4 separate regions of the Mus musculus genome follow, and all the other regions are linked to region 1. Evidence: chromatin contacts called from public promoter capture Hi-C data. All regions are on one chromosome and are shown on one strand. The core of a region is the stretch at or near the end of the contact, and the rest is flanking DNA. Distances in the headings are between cores, read along the strand shown. Region 1 holds the start of Lnpk (lunapark, ER junction formation factor). Region 2 overlaps Pde11a (phosphodiesterase 11A). Region 3 holds the start of Ttc30b (tetratricopeptide repeat domain 30B). Region 4 holds the start of Hnrnpa3 (heterogeneous nuclear ribonucleoprotein A3).

Region 1 (3,158 bases), core at 442-2,941:
TTTCATAATTTAAAATCTGTAAGTATAAAATAAGTTTGTGTTTTTACTAAAAATATTTTTCTCATTTACCCTAGCATGGAAATAAATAAATGGAGTATTTTTCAAGCACTTCCCATTATAATAAACGTATAAGCCTTCATAGAAAACAACAAAAGAAATGGAGTTTTGTGGTTTTTAACCTTTGATTCCAAACTTAAATATAAACTAGTCACCTTTAACAGCATCTCCACATTATACTACACAATTTGGGTTTAAATGTGATTTGTTCGAAATCGCTTTCAAATGTCCAAATAGGCAACTCTGAAATATCTTACACCAGGTTTATTGCCCAAAAAAAAAAAAAAAAAAAATGGTAAGCACACTTCTAAAAGCACTTTTAATATGAGATGACCACCACAAAATAAATAAATATAAAAATTAAAAATAAAAAAGACTGACAGGGAGATTTCTATATGAACTCATACCTTTATTAGAGTCACCTATCCAAGCATTCTTCCAACATATAAACACCATAAACATTTATTAACATCATTACTATGGTGACCCCAATAGATGTCAAGGAACTTTTTAAAACTTCACTTTTAAATGAACCACTCTTGCTTAAGGTTCGTATTCGAAATCAACTTTGTTCTTCTAAGAAGGCACTATGGAGACCTTTGGGAACTAGGTATTAGCCCTGCCTGCCAGCTTGAACATATATATGCCTGTAACTAAATTTACTCACATCCATCACACCTCTAGACAATGTTGTCAACGCTAAGACTGAGGCCACAGAGACAGAAAACAATAGGCTCTAAGCACCACAAACCAGAAACCAAAAAGTAAGAACAGAACACTGAAAACTCAGTGAGTCGCAGGTGTTGCTTAAAACTGCACGCAGAAATAAATTCACCAATCCGAACTCTCCGTCCGCAAACACACCATCAAAGAATTAAACCTACTGATGCCCCTTGGAGTTGCTTTTCCCGGGTCGCTCCTGTCACCACGCACCTTCGTCCTACCCCACCCCTCAGACTGGTCGCTGTCCCTCCAATAAGTAAGGACAATGGTTGTGGAGCAGCTCCTCTAAGTCGCTCACAATCCACGCCCACACGCGGACGGAGCAGCATGACACTGACAGTTTTCAGACCTTCCCGTCGTGCCAGCTCAGGTGGACGCGGAGGTGATCGGGGCTCTCAGGGTGGATATTTCAGCTAGGGATGTGCTCTCTGGGACCTTCTGACACTTCTTAACACAGGGGGGGCCCAAGGGCTCGGGCTCTAAACAGCCACTGCGCGGAATCCCTGAGAACATACCCGGAAAGAACACCGGCCTCAGGGGAGGCAGAGCCGGGTCTCGTGCGCTCCGGAGCCGCTCGGGCCGCTGTTCAGGGCGATCCACGAGAGAAGGCGGCAACAGTGTACGGAGGGCAGCAGCCCCGCGGCGTGTTCCCCAGCCGCCACCAAGCTCTAGGCCACTTGGCAGGGGCGGAGGCACCCGGGCCGGCGCGCCGAGGAACCCGGAGACTGGTTCCCGCTGTCCGGAGCGCCTCCGTCTACGCGGCCCTCCCTTCACAGTCCTACCTGAGAAAAGCGGGCGCCGCTCGGCCTGGGCGTCCACTCGGGGAAGCCTGGGTCGCCACCGCGTAGAGCCTCTGGAGCAGGCAGCAGCACCTACAGATAGAGCGCTGGGCCCGGCCAATGCCTTCCCATCAAACCCCGCGCTCCTGCCGCCAGCCAATGGGCGCTGCAGCCGGCGCGCGCCGCTCCCCCATCACGTGATCCGGCCGGCCCAGCCGTTGGTGCCTCAGAGCGGCGGGTGTGGCAGGAGGATTTAGGCTGAGTATCCTCCGCGCTAGTGTAGGCTGTCGGTCCTCGGGGCACCACAGGGTAGGGCGGTTCCGACTGACTCTTACTAGTTCTGCCTCCTTTTCTCATGAACAACTCCCACGCCCCAGTCTCGCCAAGAAAAGAAACTGATCCTGATTGTCCCAGACCTTCTGAGCGAGAGAAGAGTGGGGAGGACAAAGGGGAGGGACGTTGAAGGTCGAGACCTGTGTGTCTGGAAAAGAGAGGGTACCTGAGATCCCAGATCAGCTGTCATCCAGAAGGCAGCAAAAAAGTTTACATTGCATAGCTCAGAAGCCATCCCAGCCAAGCAAGTGGAGAGAGACAGACAGACATCATACATAACACCTCCTGGCCATACCCCATGAGGGCTTTAGGCTTGTTTCTGTTGCTCTTGGACGTCAAAAAGGGTCCTTTCATGACTACGCGCTTATCTCACCAGCATGAGAAGAACTTGAAATGATAAGGATGGTCTTTTCAAGCTAAGGGGTAGCAACAAAGGCTGAGCTTTCCAAAATTACACTCTTAACAATCTCCAAAACCTCTGAATAACTGGGGCCCCTTAAACAGTAGTGCTGTATTTCCCTAAGAATTGAAAACGACCTAAAGAAGGCTGTATTCCAGTCAACTGCAAGTATCAATAACAAAACTTCAATGGGAGGGGTGGGGGCGCTCCATAGGCAAAATTAGGAGGGAAACTTCAACAAAAGCTTTTATGTTCTGTGTTCAATCACTTTTACGGGTTTTTCTTCTTTAGTTAAGGAAGAAAATGTTTCTGATTTTCAAAGTGCAATAGATATAATAATATGCTATGTTTACACTGACAACACCAGCAGAGAAGAAGGCATAGACATAGTATCTACTTTGTAAGATAATCCCCTAAATTCTAAGATCTTCAGTTACAGCTTTGTAAACTTAAAAGAATAGGAGAGAGCTAAACTTTAGTGTGCCATGTATCGCCTCACCAATGTGGAAGAAAGTAAACAGACATTTCACCAGTTTTTATTTGGAAAATTAGCCATTTTATTTCCCAGCCTTGGTAGTTTCTAAGAACATAAAACTCGTGCTGCCTCTTGTCTCAGATCTTTCCTAAAGGGAACAGGAAAGTTTTGTTTGTTTTTGTTGTTGTTGTTGTGTTTTGTTTTGTTTTTGACTCTTGCTAATACTTGTCCTAGGGTTTTTCATTGAGCTATCAGGGAGTTTAAAAATAAAACAGGACAGAGAGAAGAGAGCTAGCTAGAGGCAAAGATTCTAAAAGATCTAATCCTGAAAAAAAAGTTTCTAGGGAAATCACATGAGAAAAAATGTTAGCCTAGCCAGGTTTGAAAGGGA
Region 2 (3,158 bases), core at 260-2,759, 1.5 Mb after region 1:
CTACGTGAAGATTTAAATGTTTTTTTTCCAACGTGCAAATTTGATTTTACTACTATAGCAAAGCTACAGAACACAGCAGTTTTGTTAAGGGAAGTGTGATTACGTACACTGGCGAGGTGGTGCGAGGGAGGATGCTTTTTGGAGACCTCAGACATGATTACCATTTACTTCAGTGCAGCCAGTCACAGAACTTATTGTAACCTGCCAATGACACAAGGAATTTGATTCTGTCTCCTGATGCGGGTTCTGGCTACTGAAATGTTTTATTTAACAACTGGCTGCCTCTGTCCTTCCCAAGGGGGCAAACAAAGAGCTCTAATTGTATTCCAGAGAGATTCCTTTTGGGGGAAATTTTTTGACCTCAAGGATCAGGACTTATCTGAGAACGTCAGTCACTAGACCGCGTGAGATGCTCCAGCTTGAGGCTGGGACAGATTTCCCCCCTAAGTGTCCCTTCTGTTCTCCAGCTTGAATTATTGATAAAATGGCGTGGCTATCTCCCCAAATAACCTTGTTGACAACACAAAGGTGGACTGAAGAACACTACCTCCACACTGAAGATTTAGGATCCCCAGTAAATGTCAGGAGGTGTCAATGTGTGTGCCGTGACACTTGGTTATTATTAGTGTTTAACTGCCGGTCCCCACCAGCGCCATGCCGCCAGCACCACCATAAATTTTAATGTGATCACGTGCTCTTCCCTTTTCACAGCCAGCGAATTCTGCAAGATCATAATATCCTATATGAACCCTAGCTGAACCTTAGCGTGATGCGATAAGAGCGAGATTTTGAGCAATGAAAGTTGTTCGTCATTATAGTGCTTAAAAAAAAAAAAACCAAAAACCAAAATCCCGGACGCTGAGCAACATAGTTCTTCAAATAATATTTCCCTAAGATAAATTCACTCATTCAATTAATCTTTATTGAGCCCTACGGGAAGCAGGGCAATGCCCTAGGTGATAAAGAGTCTATTTATAAGACACTAAAGAATCCTGACTCTTAAGGACCCTTTCTGTTCCCCTTGGAAAATCTGTCAGAGTACACACCATTTATAATGCAAACAAAAAGTATGTCTGTAACTTAGACATCAAGGCACGCCTTTTAGTCTACAGAATACAAGCAAAAAAAAAAAAAATCCATTCCTATATCTGGTTTACCCTGTCAGTACAGGAGCCCTGGTCATAATCTTTCATTACACATGTGCACAACGGGCTAGCATTCCTTTCTCCTTACATAAACAATGAGAATTTGTATAGATACCATTGGTATATAGGTTTTTAGTCTCTGTCTAGCCATGGTTGATGAAAGCATTATCTAGTATATTTATTAGAGGAAGGCAAAGCTCAGGAAAAAAAATTAACTATATAGGTATTTCCTTCAAATAAAAGGTAACCTTGAAGCTTTGATTCCGCAATTTTAAAAAAATTTCCAGCGAGGTGCATGGAACAAATCAATAATCGATCAATGGGTTTCTGGGTGAATGAAATATCCACCCACGTCTGAATAAAACTGCTCGTGCTATAAACTTCCCCTTTGTTTCCTTTGATTTCTAAGGAGCTAAAGTTATTTGGTTTCCTAAACATGAGGCTGGATGCTGTTGCAAACCATTTTGAGTGAATAATCTTATTTTCTCTGTGTGAAATAATTTTAGAGATAAAAGCTAGGAAGTTGGTGCAAATATGCATGTGAGTGTCCAGAAGTTTGTGGTTCCAAACCCGTTCAGCAGTGCCCAGCTGCGCAACTTCCCCCTTCTCCTAGACAATGGGGTTAGGAAAATGCGCGATCAAATTTCAAGTCACGTGGAGGAGGCAGGATTCTTCTTGCTAACGCACAGTCATAAAACAGGCCCATCTTCATAGAAGGGGCTCTGTTCCGACAGACCGGCTTTGTTGGTGAATATTTTAAAGAAAACATTTATTTTTGCACTGGCCTGAATCTGTCGCGCCAGAAGAAAAGAAGCACTTTCAAGGAAGGTTGGTCAAGGTTTGACCGCTCACTGCTTCCTCCCCCCCCCCCCCCAACACCCCGCCTCCGGATTGGTTGGGAAACTTTGCCTTGGAGCGCCATCTAGAGGAAATTCCAGCACACATCGGGCGTCCTTTCAGTCAAAAATTTCCTTCCTTCTTTCCTTCCTTCCTTCCCTCCCTCCTTTCTTCCTTCTCTTTTTCTGTCCCTCCCTCCCTTCCTCTCTCCTTCCCTCCCTCCTTTGCTCCCTCCCTCCCTGCCTTTCTTCCTGTTGGCTGGTGGTAACTTGAGAAGCAGAGGCAAGATGATCAAAAGTTCAACCTAATGTGACCACAGAATTGAGGAAGGGAAACTGGGGTTGTGGGGAGGGGTGGAGGTCTGGAGAGCGGATGCTGTGGAACACAGATGCTGTGTACATAGAAACGAGGAGATGGGGGGTTTAACTGGGAAGAGGGGAGGGAGAGACGCACAGAGGGAGAGGGAGGGAGGAGGGATACATAGCATTAAGGGTGTTTGAAAAAAATTGTAGGGAAACATTTTTATGTTTCTTAAAACACACAAATATGCAACATGTGTGTGTGTGTGTATATGTATCTATACAGTTTAAATGAAGTGACACTTGGGAGTGATACTATTCTCTCAGGAGCTTTAGACTATCTAACAAAACACCCAATGCTAGACAGGCAGGGAAAACTTTCTCTAGATTTGTTGGTCAAGAGAGTTGGAAGAAACTTCCAAAATAACACAGCTTATTGCTGTAGCTAGTGGTTGCCTCTCAGAACTTGCAGGCAAGGCCTGTTCCTAGAGATGCTACATACGTCAGATATAGTCGTTGCAGGAATAAAGCTAGAACTGACCTGGAAGCCTCAGCCCTGAAAACTAGCTTTCCTAGTACCTGAAATGACTATGCAAGTTGACAAAGCAGAAAAACAATGAATAGCCCCACCCACCTGCTGAGCTTCCCAACCATACAACGACCAGCACTCATCAAAGGTTCAAGGAAAGTTGCAATAGTGACACTGATATCTCGGAGGTGACAACAGCTGTCTACTTGGATTTGTATCCTGCTTAAGAGGAGGAACTCATGCTTAGTGTTGTAAACCTAGCCAACTACCTATGACTTGCAAGATCAAGGACCCTAGAGGAGAACCTAGCATGGCTATTTCCCCCAAGGGTACAGTAGATGTCTAACT
Region 3 (3,158 bases), core at 443-2,942, 1.4 Mb after region 1:
ATTCACAATGCAAAGGTGGTAGATTTTCTTGTCTGGGTCACCATAAGAGAGTTGTTCCTCCTCCTTCTCAATCTTCCTCATGAGCTCCTCAGCTTCCTCATTTTGACTTGTCATGATATAGGAAACACAGAGGTTGGCTAACACAATAGCACTGACACTCAGGATGTTATCATAATTCTTCTTGACAATGGGCTCATAGAAACCAATGGCCTCTTTGTACTTGTTCTCCTGCATGAAGAGGACATGGGCCACATTCAGCTTCCACACATCATGGTCATTACAGAATTCCACAGATTTGCGGAAGATCTTCTCCACCATTGGGTAATTCTCAAAGTTCCAGTAGATTTTTGCCTGGGCCATCAGTACAGGAATATACTTCTCAAGAGTTTCATCATATTCATTCACAGCCTTTTTGGCAGATTCATCATCTCTACTATGCCTTGAATCCTGTACTTGTATGGTGAGTTTCCGGAGCTGCTCAGTCAGCATGCCAGCCAACCCATCAAGTTTAATGAAAGCCTCTTCAGGAGCTGTCTGGCAAGTGATCATGGCATCCAAGAAGTCATAGAGATAGGGTGTGAGGAACTTGTAAGTCAAGTGGGCATTTTCTGCCAGGACATCAGCTGCCAGGTCAAAATACTCATATTTACAGTAGAGCAGCAGCAGGTTGCCAAAGGTCTCTGGGGGGAAGGGGTTCTGCTGGAGCAGAAACTGGAGCTTTTCAAAGCCCTCTGTGGGCTTGGCATCCATGTTCATCAGAGCCTGGTTGTGGAGGGTTACGGGGTCCAGCTCTTCCTCTGCTCTGGGTGGCATGTCAGTGAGGGCTTCCTGGGCTGCCTCGTAGTTTCTCAGCTGGTACTCTATGGCTGCCTTGAGGTTGAAGGCTTCGACCAGAGCAGTCTGGTGAAGGACTATAGTGTTGCCAACACTGCGAACATCAATGCCCTCCGTGGTCATGCCCACACCGAGTTCTGGGTGTTGACGGATGCCACGCTCAATGATGTCAGCGATATGCTTCAGAGCAGGCGCGTACTGCCGACTGCTGTAATAGGCCAAAGCCAAGTTGTAGGAAAGGTCAGGCTGGTAGCCAGAAGCCTGCAGGGCCGCTAAGAACTTGGAACAGGCAGCTTCATAGTGTCCCTCTTTGTAGAGCAGACAACCTAGGTTGATCTGACCATCATAATCACTCTCCCCTCCACTGTCCTCTACACCTTCCCCACTCAGCAGCTGCTCCACCAGGCTCCTGGCTCCTGGGAGGTCACCTTCACTGTACTTGATAGCAGCCTGGAGACGAAGGACTCGAGTCTGATAGGCGGGGTTGTCCAGGAGGAAGGCGACCCTGGTGGCCTCTGGATACAGGCAGGCCTTGTACAGTGCCTGGGCCTGGTACAGGCGGTACTGCTCGAGTTCCGGGTGCATCTGGCTCAGCTGCTCATAGCACTCTGCAGCGAGCTCGAACTCCTGCAGGCGGTAGTAGCAGTAGGCCAGCAGCGACAGCCCTGCGCGGCTGCGGGAGCTCCTCTGCAGCTCTGCGCTCAGCAGCTGCACCGCCTCTGAGTAGCGGGAGTCGCGGATGAGCCTGTACACCACTGCTGTGAACTCACCGTCGGGGATCTGTGAGCTGCTCAGCCCTGCCATATTCACCTAGCTTGTTTTGCATCCTGGTTTCCAAGGCAATAGGCCAACCGGAAACGGAAGCTGTTCAGCGGCAAGTATCCAACGGAAGTGTCTTGTGGATAAAAGCGAATCACCGACACGTTTCTATCAATTTCTGGATATGTTTTTAAACACTCTAGACTGTGGGGAAGCAATTGGGCTTGGTCTGGAAAATTTTCTAGGTAGTTCAGAGAGGGATATTCCACGTCCCGGCCTACATCGCTTCCGTTATCGCCCTGCATCCTGGGAAATGTAGTTTTTCCTCTTTGACGTTTTACAGTAATTGGAGTCTCTGCCTTTTCTCTGGGATCGGGATCTTGTTTCTATTGCTTTGATTGCTTCTTTGTTGGCACTGAAGTAAAGTTTTCTTGTGAAGGTCCCCCGGGATGCAGAAAATTCGCTGTTCTTTGAGGGTTCGAGTTGCTTGGCAATGGTGACGAAATGGGAATGAGGGCCGTCTCTGGACTTCAGGAATTCTAGTATATTCTTGCCAGCTGCTCTGACGCCCACTTTTTGAGAACGTTGTTAAGCAAGGGCCGGCAGTCCGTATTTTATTCTGTATCAAGAGGTGACGAGAGGGGGAAGGAGAGTCTGAATTGTAACTGGTGCTGTTTTAGATTTAAGTACCATTCGCCCTCTGTTTCGTAAATGACCGCTGTTATGAACGTAAATTGGTGCTTGAATTGATGAAGCACACGGCTTTGGTCTTTTCCTTCTTCAAGGAGAAGCCACAAAACTAACATTTTCCCCCTTTCCTATATGCTATTTTTCTCACCCTCTAAGCTCTACCAAACACTACCGTGAGTTTGTTCAAGACGTAATCAGCCTGTGCTTCTCGTGCCTCTGATCTTGTTTTCACGTATGAATCAGCTAGTTAATACATAAATGCTTCGCCAACTCCTTTCCCATACCCAGACTCTTAATTCGAAGCTCTTCAGGCAGTTACTATCTCTCCTTTCCCCCCTGTATGTAGAATGAGTCTCTAGGTTCTGTGTTATTGTTTTGGGGAGGTTATTCTGTATAAATTCAATTTTATTCTAGTATGACAGAGCAGTAAAAAACTACCGACTTATAAGCCGATATTGAATCACTGTTGAAAACCATGTACATAGATTTGACTGACCCTAATGTGTGGGGACATAAATATAATGCTTAGTTAAGCATTTGAGAAGTAACCAAGATAGCAGAATATTAATGTGTTCTTTCCAAATGAAGTAGTGACAAATTGTATGATTTTTCAATAACAAGGCTGTACTTTTAGAGCACGGATCATTTGACGTGGCTCTGGGAGGCACCTGGGAGACTGTTACCTTTTATAGTTTTCCACGATCTCCTCTAGCTACACCCAAGGCAAACAGACCACATGAAGGCATATCTTTGCTTTGTAATTAAGAACTTCAACATGAGGGCATTATATTTTTCTCTTTAATAGAATTGCTACCCATGAATCTTTTTTACCATCAACATATTGCAGCTCATCAACATATTGCAGCCAATATTCA
Region 4 (3,158 bases), core at 222-2,721, 1.1 Mb after region 1:
CACTCTATAGCACTGGCTCCCTGAAACTCCACATAGCCAGCTAGAGAGGCATGGGCCTCTGCCTTCAGAGTAGCCTAGAGGTGACACATACCACGACTAGCAAATCTGTAGACTTTTAATTTACAGTTGTTATTGTGAGAAGGCTAGGCTAAGTCCACGACAGGCTTCAAATTAGCAGCTAAGGAGACGAGGTCTAAAAACCCAGGCTTCAGGCAGCTAATTAGAAACTGCCCCACCACCTGGCCTGAAACAAGGACAATGGGTCAGCAGTTCCCAGCCAGCCCCCACGCCCCAGTAATGGAATGTCCTTCGAGATAGCATAAGACACAGCCTACCACCCCCCACCCCAGATTCCTCAGCCAGTTTCCAGGCACCATACCCTAGTATGGTTCTGGAATACCTAGAGACAGAGTAAGACAAAGCCCACCTACCCCAGGATTCCACTAAGGTGCTTTAAATTGGTCCTGCGGGCTCACTTCAGGCTCTATCTTGGTAACGGGAGACCCCAGCATGCTGGACTTCTACAGAATAAAAACAGTGTTTGCGTTTACATACTATTAGAATCCGGGGTATCATTCTTCGTTACAGTGGGTGTTTCGAGACTACCTAATCCTATGTTTGCTTTTATTTGATTAAAAACCCAAATCGTTCCAAATCCCTTTGCTAAGCAAATAAACGATTCGACTTATTTCGTTCATATACTGCACACTAAAACTCGAAACTGATGACCACTTTAAATAAGAAACAAATCTCTAGCCAACAGGTAGAGGGCCTATATGGCCAGAAGCCTTTTGGAAACGTTGGAAATCGTTCCATTCTCTCAATTCTATACCCAAGTGGCTCTGCTTCTTCCTCCCAGACTGTCTTAATTTGTAAATGTGCAAGCTGCTAAGGTGAAAACCGCAGTAACTCAGCCGCGTTTTGCGGTCCGTGAGACGTGCCCCGACTGCGACTTGCAGTGTGGGTCTCCCAGGAAGGCGGCGCAGTCACATTTTTCCAAACCTGGGCTCTCGACATTTAGAAAGCCGCGAGGGAGGCGAAGATGGTCAACTGGCTTTCTTACAACCTTAAGTCTCAAGTCAGAAAAGCGTGACTTTCCATTTGGCTCTGGAATGGAGGTGAACTCGGAAATGGAGACCCGCAGGCGCGCGGGGGAGGGGCGAGAGGGGCCAGAAGAAAGGGAAAGGCCTTTCTCTAAGCTGACGCGCGGTCACGCGGCTTTCTCCCGACGTGGGCTCTCGCCATTGGTCGAGCTGCCGCTGACGTAAGCGTCGCTGCCGGGCGCGAACCGCGGCGAAGGCGGCGCTGCGTTGGAAGTTGGCGAGGCGCGCGCGCTCCCGCCGGCGGCCCAATCCCCGCTCTCCACCCTCGGCCCGCCAACGCGGTGGACCAGTCGCGCTCCGCTTTCTCATGACTCCGCCCCCAGTGGGCGGGCGGCGCGCGGATAGCACATCACGTGGTGACTGGCCCCGCCTCTTCCTCTCGGTCCCATATTGAACTCGAGTTGGAAGAGGCGAGTCCGGTCTCAAAATGGAGGTAAAACCGCCGCCCGGTCGCCCCCAGCCTGACTCCGGCCGTCGCCGCCGCCGCCGGGGGGAGGAGGTATTAGGGGGAGAGCGGGGGGTTGCTGGGTAGTTGCCGGCATGGGGGGGCTTTGGCTCGATGGGAGTGGGGAGGCCGGGGAGACCGGGACGATCGTCCCGCGCTTTGCGCTGAGGGCGGTGGGAGGGGGAGGGGAGCGGGCCGGGTGGCCTCCTCCGGGCCCTCCGTCGGCCTGGTCCTCTCGGTCGGCCGCACCGGCAGCCCTCGAAGACGCGGCGGGGCCGGGGAGTGGCTCGGCAGCCGGGCGAGGATGCCCTCGGGCTGCGCGGCCTGACTTAGCGAGGCCGCGGGCGGCATGGCGGGCCTCCGCGGGAGCGGTTGGGAGGAGGCGGTGGGGGAGGGGAGGAGCACATCCGGGCGAGCGAGCAGGCGGGCGGCGGCCGCATTGACATTGATCCGCCGCCGCCGCGTTACGAAATGGCGCAGTGGCCCGCAATGGCCGCCGCCTGGCTACGCCGCCAAGAAGGAGTGCGCGGGGATTGGAGGGGACGGCGGGAGGCGGCCCGGCGTTTCTGCCGCAGATGGCCTCCAGGCTCCGGGCGCGGTGCTTTCCGCTGGGGTGCTCCCGACGTGGATCTAGGCCTTGGCGGGCCTTCTGGGTGATGACAATCCGCGCAATACTCGGGCCGGATTTTCTCAGCGCTCATTTGGGGATACATTACTGAAAAGCTTGCTGCTTTAAGGTGCTTCCTAACCCGCTGCTTGTGCTCAAGTATTTGGAATGAGAGTATTTACAGCGTCCTGTGGTTGAAGTCTTAACCATTTCGGGGGTTTGAGTGTAGATGTGTTTACTTGGAGCTTAATATTTTTATTGATCTAATTTCTCATACTTCGGATTGGCCCGGATTTTGGTTTTCCTGGATTTTGGTTTTAGAGAACTGCGACCACACTAGAAAATACCACGATTACGAGAATTTTGTGTGTATAGAGATGCTTTTTGTGTATTGTCAAATTCATTTATGCGAGGCTTGAATAAAGGGGTTTTACGTGAATTTGGGTAGTTGGGTTTCTGGTATGTGGCTGTCTGCATATTGAATGTTCTAACTAATATTTCCAGAAGATGGAAGAAAGTGAGCCCCCTTTAAGGGCTTGTGTTGAATTGTCTTAATGCGTTCATTAAAAGCGGTTCACTCGAAAGTAAAATCTTCAAAAAGAAAACCACAGGCTAGATATTTTCTAAGTCTCTCAGTTACGGTTTTGTTTCTAATTCCTCTGGTCAGGCGGTATATGCTATACCTTGTAAATCCAAATTACACGCTTGTGAATGTAAGGATCGCATTCGAAATAACTTGAAACTATATGATGTAAGTGGGTATAACCAAGGTAAATTGATTACAGAAAGCTAAGTAGTGGAACCAGGTGTGAATGGTGCGTGCACACCTGTTACCCTAGTATTTGAAAGGCTAAGGTAGGACTGCCTCAAGTTCAAGGCTAGCTTAGCCTGCCTTTCCTTGAGAGCCAGCCTCAAAACCCTCACCCACCCTTTTAACCCCCACAAGGTATCACGGGGTTAAGTCTTGGCTGTGTTTTGTGGGATATGCCTAATTTGCTTGGGA

The links. Promoter capture Hi-C pulls out the DNA fragments that hold promoters and counts their contacts. Capture Hi-C pulls out chosen DNA fragments and counts their contacts.
Region 2: a contact with region 1 is called in a promoter capture Hi-C map of liver, with 5 times the contacts expected there. The contact joins the enhancer-like site here to the promoter of Lnpk in region 1. A contact is called at or near these places in 5 of 39 promoter capture datasets (the 3T3-L1 cell line, hippocampal neurons, liver and 1 more) and 2 of 9 other capture datasets (adipose tissue and liver).
Region 3: a contact with region 1 is called in a promoter capture Hi-C map of adipose tissue, with 4 times the contacts expected there. The contact joins the promoter of Ttc30b here to the promoter of Lnpk in region 1. A contact is called at or near these places in 1 of 39 promoter capture datasets (liver) and 1 of 9 other capture datasets (adipose tissue).
Region 4: a contact with region 1 is called in a promoter capture Hi-C map of liver, with 4 times the contacts expected there. The contact joins the promoter of Hnrnpa3 here to the promoter of Lnpk in region 1. A contact is called at or near these places in 3 of 39 promoter capture datasets (the HPC-7 cell line, liver and pre-B cells).

The regions. Positions count from the first base shown.
Region 1 is chr2:74,577,257-74,580,414 of GRCm38.p6, forward strand. It overlaps Lnpk (lunapark, ER junction formation factor), which reads right to left and starts at 1,692. Exons shown (of 13, transcript NM_027133.3): 1 at 1,563-1,692. 4930445N08Rik (RIKEN cDNA 4930445N08 gene) reads left to right here and starts at 1,788. Exons shown (of 2, transcript NR_166470.1): 1 at 1,788-1,868.
Region 2 is chr2:76,068,757-76,071,914 of GRCm38.p6, forward strand. All of the region lies in intron 12 of Pde11a (phosphodiesterase 11A), which reads right to left. Among named protein-coding and RNA genes, the nearest start is that of Gm52518, 34 kb to the left of the region's middle. Within about 2 kb of position 1,510, at least 252 of the 459 cell types and tissues checked have an H3K27ac peak or open chromatin away from gene starts, as enhancers often do. A contact at or near this core is called in adipose tissue, hippocampal neurons, liver and 1 more, where this site is marked.
Region 3 is chr2:75,936,770-75,939,927 of GRCm38.p6, forward strand. Ttc30b (tetratricopeptide repeat domain 30B) reads right to left here and starts at 1,693. Exons shown (of 1, transcript NM_028235.1): 1 at 1-1,693. The coding sequence starts at 1,638.
Region 4 is chr2:75,657,788-75,660,945 of GRCm38.p6, forward strand. It overlaps Hnrnpa3 (heterogeneous nuclear ribonucleoprotein A3), which reads left to right and starts at 1,472. Exons shown (of 11, transcript NM_053263.1): 1 at 1,472-1,536. The coding sequence starts at 1,531. Gm39859 (predicted gene, 39859) reads right to left here and starts at 1,150. Exons shown (of 3, transcript NR_166143.1): 1 at 1,003-1,150; 2 at 432-521.